Linked DNA regions of Mus musculus: region 1 is linked to region 2. A link is a contact called in public Hi-C data. All regions are on one chromosome and are shown on one strand. The core of a region is the stretch at or near the end of the contact, and the rest is flanking DNA. Distances in the headings are between cores, read along the strand shown.

Region 1 (2,700 bases), core at 66-2,565, 1.3 Mb after region 2:
ACCTGGAATTCTGGGACAATCGGCTCAGTTACACCCATATATAAAGAGCCTTTATATACAAATAGAAGTCATAAAATAGAACTATACCAGAAAAGCTGGGAAATTCTCAAGATAGTGCCCCAAATGGTTTGAAAGAGCCTGTTTTGTCTAAAATAGCCATCCTATAAACATTTACCCCAGAACATGGACGCTGAACTGCCTGCAATGATTTGCAATGATTTCATATATGTCTAAATTTAAGGATGGCTAACTGCAAAATCATTAGTAAGGCAGCTAAAGTGAGAATGGTAAAAACTGTTCCCTTGAGCAAACACAGCTAAAAATAAGGTCTTGCTTATTAGTGGCCACGTTCCCTTGTTCAGAATTAATTTCTTCATTTAGCAGGAAAAGTTTTTTTTCCTCATATTAATCAGGACCTGGGGGACCAGCAGCATCTAGTCCCTTAGCATTTGCAGAAAGAGCCAAGTCCGTTCCTCACAGACTCCACATCGTGTTTTCGCGCTGCTGAGAGACACTGTCCACCCCCTCCCCCTGAAAGCTGGAATCATGCATGTTAGTAAGTATTTCAGTTATGCCATTGACGTCAATGGAGTCATTAAATAGATTGCTGGCCCTCCCAGAGGCAAATCACTGCCAGGGACCTAGATACAGACACTTTTTTTTTTTTTTTTCAAAGACAGCCATCAGGTTTTGCTATGAGAGAGAACGAAAAGTTTACACTGTAGCCGACTGTCTCCAAACAGTTTCTTTTTGCCCTTTGCATTTTGTTCCGGCCTTTCTTTCTCTTTGGTTACAGTAGACTCCAAAAGACACCCAGATATTATTGCCTAAATGTTTTGTGCACAAATGGATCTCCTGTAATTGAGACCATAGAGGAAGATACTGAACTTTGAAAAAAAGGAGTCTCTAGTTTGCTCTGTTCAGCCCATCTTGATGTTAATTCAGGGGCATACATTGTTCTAGCCAAATCACTGTTGTCTGCTACTGAAGTTGTTTGACGTTTGGATCCTTAAACAAACAGCGTCCTTCAAAGAGGCACACAGATTGCCTTTTCTGCTGCCTCTGCACGGCTCAAAGCTGTAGCCCTCATCTCTGAATCAATCTTTCTGCAGCTGTTTCGGGCTGTGGCACTGAGCCTCTGTAGCGAAGGGTGGAGGAGGAAGCCAGGAAGACAAACTGGTTCTCAGGGCTGTCTCATCTGCAGCAGTGTACCCACAGGAGGCTATCCACGTGCCTGTGTCCTCCCAAACCCCAGCTGCTGCCCGCCTCAAGCCCGATCACGTAGCAGCTTCCAGGCCTGTCGGAGAAAAGCCCTTCGGGACACAGCTGCCTCTTCCTGGGAATGCCTGCAGGCTCTGTTTACCTGAGCTGCAGCTGGAATGTCTGCCAAGGACTCGCTCCACACCTGGACTTTTCTACCACTGAGGCTCAGAGCCAGAAAGCTACCTTCATCATCTCTTCAGATCTGGCTCCCTTCATCTACCATGCAGGCTATAAAACTTACTTCTTACTACAGTCCTTGCCCCTCCAGTCCATGGATGGTTCCCTTCCTTTATTTATCACTGGGGTGTATAGAAATGCTAGACACTTGAAACTTTTGGTAACCCTTCTTGAGTTACGTGGAGACCCAGGTTCCATGTCCTCCCTGCTCTGTTCCCTTGTTCTGCAGTTCCTGGCTTGGGAGAACCAAAACTGCACCGTCTTCATCCATTTCTCTCTCATTGCCAGGACAGCCAGCTCCTTTAACCACTTCTTTCTAGTCTTTTCTTCTCTCCCGGCATAAAGGACTTTGTTTTCCTGTACCCAAAACATTATGGTCATCTTCCAACGTGGTTTGTTGTCCACAGTGTTTGCACGTTCTGACCCAACCTTCTTTCTGATCTAGCATGCTTCTTCTAAGCCCCATTATTGATTGTTTTGTTATTGTCTTGTTTTGATTTTGGGTGGTGTGTGTGAGTGTGCATGTGTGGGAGTGTATGTGCATTCGTGCGTGCATGCATGCATGCGTGCGTGCATGCATGTGTGCGTGAGTGCATGTGTCCTTGTCTCCCTTATTGCCTTACCCCTACATTGCTCAATTCATGGTTGTGTGAGATAAATATGCCAGCCTCCTGCCTCCTATCTTTCCACACTGACTCTTTTCCCAGGGCTGTATATGTTTTTTTTGCTTCTTCAATTCTTGAGTGACGATTAAAATAAACATGTATTTTCAATAAAAGGCCTGGTATATAGTATATATTTAGAAAATACCACATGATTTATCCATTTCCATCTGGAATGTACATTTTTATCATTTGAGACTACTTATCTGACATCTTCAGATTATGTCCCTATAATGTCCTATTCAATTATTATCTCAGAAACTTTTAATCAGTGTCTCAAAATCTCAAAAATAGTACTTGAAATATCTTGTTTTCTTCCCTAACCGAAGCATGAGTATCTCAAATGCATAGACAAATCCTCTAGTTTTGGGCTTCCAACTAAGAATGTAAAACCTAACTGATGCCCAGTAAACACTAATGGAATGAGCAAATAGCAGTGAATGATTGCCCAAGCTTGAGTCCGAAACATCGGAGGAGCTCGGCTGCTTCCTTTGCTTTGTTCAGGCTTGCCTACATCTCTGCTGACTCTCAGAACATGCGCACAGTGCTGAAATCCCTGGCTAACCTTGATGGCATGTGACGCTCAAAGCACGTGAAG
Region 2 (2,860 bases), core at 166-2,665:
ATCAAGCCATAATGTTCAATGTGCTACTTAGCACAAATATTCAAAGATTTGATTCATGCAAAGAGATGTCAGAAAAACAGTGCAGCAGCCAAACAAGATATATGAAAGCATATAAAATAGCATTACAGTTAGGTGAGGTGGAACATGCCTGTAATCTCAGTACTTGGAGGTACTTGAGGAAGGAAGAACATGAGTTTGAGGCTAGCCTGAGCTACACACAGCAAGACTGTGCTTCAAAAACAATGTCCCAAATCAGTACCAGGTGCCTACAACCGACTCGGATCATCAGGAAGGCGTACCTGATGTCTTTGGGAAGTTCCGGCAACTGCATCTTCTTCATCATGGCATAGTGGGAGATGGCCAGGACCGCCATGCCCAGGCACTCATTTTCAATATCATGTCCGTCTTGCTCCGTCTTGGGGTCCCGAATGGGAGCCAGGCATTTGATCAAATCATACTGTCCCTTGGGAGCAGAGAAGAGAAAAACTGAGTCACCACCTAAGCTTCAGGAGCCACCATGCTGACCTAGAGAGAAGAGCTGGCCAAAATGCCACCCAGCAAAGAGAAGCATCAGTGTGTCTCCAGGATCAAGGCTGTTCCCACTCAAGTGGAGCACAAGGCAGCTAAGAATATGTTCTCCTAGATGACTTCATTCATTCATTCATTCATCCATTCATTTAGTGAGTATTTACTGAGTACCTGTCAAGGTGCTGGTGAAGAACACAGATTCACAGCGCCCCCCCCCCCCCTTCATGGGGCCTCTAAATTAACAATGCCTAAACACTGTGACTATTAGGTCTCAACTGCAAGGCAGGTGACACGGGCTGACAGCATTAATTTCATAAATATGTACTATTATGGGTTTGGAGACAGGGGAAGGAGTTACATTCCACAGAGCATCATTACCACAAACCATTAGTTTGTTCCGTATGTGTTATTCACATTTCTAGTACAGAAGAACGCCATGAGAGCACACTATCTCACAGATGGAGCGAGGAACATAGCATTCCACAAACCAATGGGGACTTTACAAACAAACAAAAAATAAAATAAAGTATGTAAAACTGGACTAGAACCAGTACCCACAGCTAGCCTTGCTCAGAGCAATGATGGGCAGTGCAGGCTCACACTCCCTAGCCGCTAAGCTCCCTCCCTGCCAGACATGGGAGTTGTTCCTTTACTTCACCTTAGTCCTCACAACAGCCCTGTCAGAGTCCCACTAGGGGAGGAATCTAACTGAGCACAACATCCGGTCCGCTCTGAAGAAGAGAAACAGGAAGCACTAATGTTAGATGCTTGCAAAAAAAAAAAAAAAAAAAAAAAAAAAAAAGGCGAGCCCGATCCTGACTCAGGGCGCCTTTCCTCAACACTCCCACAGCCCACCACTCTCTGCTAGGCATTCCCACGCCGAGGAGGCTGAGCTTCCCAGCTGCTTTCTATCCAGGCAAGAGCGCATCTGGCAGAGTGGCTTCTACTGACTCACTTCCCCTGAAAGCACTTCTCAGTTTCACATTACTGTTTTGCTTTGTTTTCTTAGGGGTGAGATAGGCTGAAGTTCTTTCTGTCCATAGTAGGAGGTTTTTTCTTTCAGGTTAAAGCAAGGTCACTGGCCATTTCCACAAAGTTTTGAGAAAGAACAAGAATTTATACCAACAGTACTGGAGGAGCAAGAACTCTGATGGATGCTGAGATCTTGGAAGAGGAGGGAGAACCTGACTGTGAGCGCTCTAACCTCAAGTAACTGACACTGAGTCTCCTGAAGGTGAGACTCTAAAGCAAGGATGGAGCCATCCTTGAAGCAGGGCAATCTCCTCCTTTCTTCCTGAGTTCTCCCAGTTCAAGCCGCTCCACAGGCTCTATCACTAAAGTCTGTCCCTTTCTGCTCTTTTTTGTTTAAGTCAGTCTCACTGTGTAACCCAGGCTGACTTCAAACTCACCACCTGAGTCTTTAAAGTGCTGAGATTACGGCACTTCACAAGTCTGAGATGGAATGCCTGACCCTCATGATTTTCTGTGCACTATCTATGTGATATTTACAAACTCACTGTTTCTTTTTGTCTCACTTGAGGATATAATGGGGGCACACAGAAACCATATTGTTTCGTCCAAGTACCCAGGGTCTTGACAAATACAACCGCAGAAAGCAAACAAGACACGGACACCTGTGTAACTTGATGTTACATCAATGAATTGATATGAAGCCATTAAAGATGAGTCGATCTGGGACAAGATCTCACAATAACCATGGCCCTGTGTGTGTGTGTGTGTGTGTGTGTGTGTGTATGTGTGTGTGTGTATGTGTATACAGACCAGGCTGGCCTCAACTTTGCTATAGTTCTGCCTCTGACTATAAAGGTACACATCACCATGTCCAGCCAGATCACTATTTATAATGGATATCTAAAAAATGAGAAGGAAGATGAAAATAAGATGAATAAAGATGCGGTTTATAAATAACATGGGCATTATGGTATTTCCAAATGCAGTATACATGGGGTAATAGAAAATTGACATTGAAATCAGGAAACATTGCATCAAACATGCTAGCTATCCCGAAGCAATGCAATTCCAGGCACCTCCAGCCTCTCTTGGCCTGGCTGCTACCTCACTTCCCTTCAAAAGCTACTCTGTGCCCTCTCATGTAGAATACAGCTGATAAGCAAAGTGGTAGAAAGCAGTGGAAAGAAAGTAACTGGTGTGGAAGGCCCATAGCTAGGAGCCTACGGCCTTCCCAGTCACCTGGGCATCTGAGAACAGGCCATAAAGTGCCACTAAGCACAACTGCACAGGGACTCTGAGCCCCACCAGGCCTCACACTCCTCACAAACTTTAGATCTCCTAGCTCAAGCTCCCTACCTGT

Evidence for each region. Hi-C and Micro-C count contacts between places; a contact is called where the count stands out from the background.
Region 1: a Hi-C map of CD4 T cells shows a contact between it and region 2, with 2.8 times the contacts expected there. The contact joins two enhancer-like sites. A contact is called at or near these places in 4 of 484 Hi-C or Micro-C datasets (CD4 T cells, CD8 T cells and regulatory T cells) and 1 of 9 other capture datasets (liver).

Annotation. Positions count from the first base shown.
Region 1 is chr4:102,510,511-102,513,210 of GRCm38.p6, forward strand. All of the region lies in intron 5 of Pde4b (phosphodiesterase 4B, cAMP specific), which reads left to right. The region is part of intron 2 of Gm52668 (a long non-coding RNA gene); the gene reads right to left. Among named protein-coding and RNA genes, the nearest start is that of Gm52668, 3.6 kb to the right of the region's middle. Within about 2 kb of position 1,316, at least 242 of the 459 cell types and tissues checked have an H3K27ac peak or open chromatin away from gene starts, as enhancers often do. A contact at or near this core is called in CD8 T cells and regulatory T cells, where this site is marked.
Region 2 is chr4:101,181,481-101,184,340 of GRCm38.p6, forward strand. Jak1 (Janus kinase 1) reads right to left here. Exons shown (of 25, transcript NM_146145.2): 5 at 2,857-2,860; 6 at 300-463. Among named protein-coding and RNA genes, the nearest start is that of Gm24468, 3.9 kb to the right of the region's middle. Within about 2 kb of position 1,416, at least 132 of the 459 cell types and tissues checked have an H3K27ac peak or open chromatin away from gene starts, as enhancers often do. A contact at or near this core is called in CD8 T cells and regulatory T cells, where this site is marked.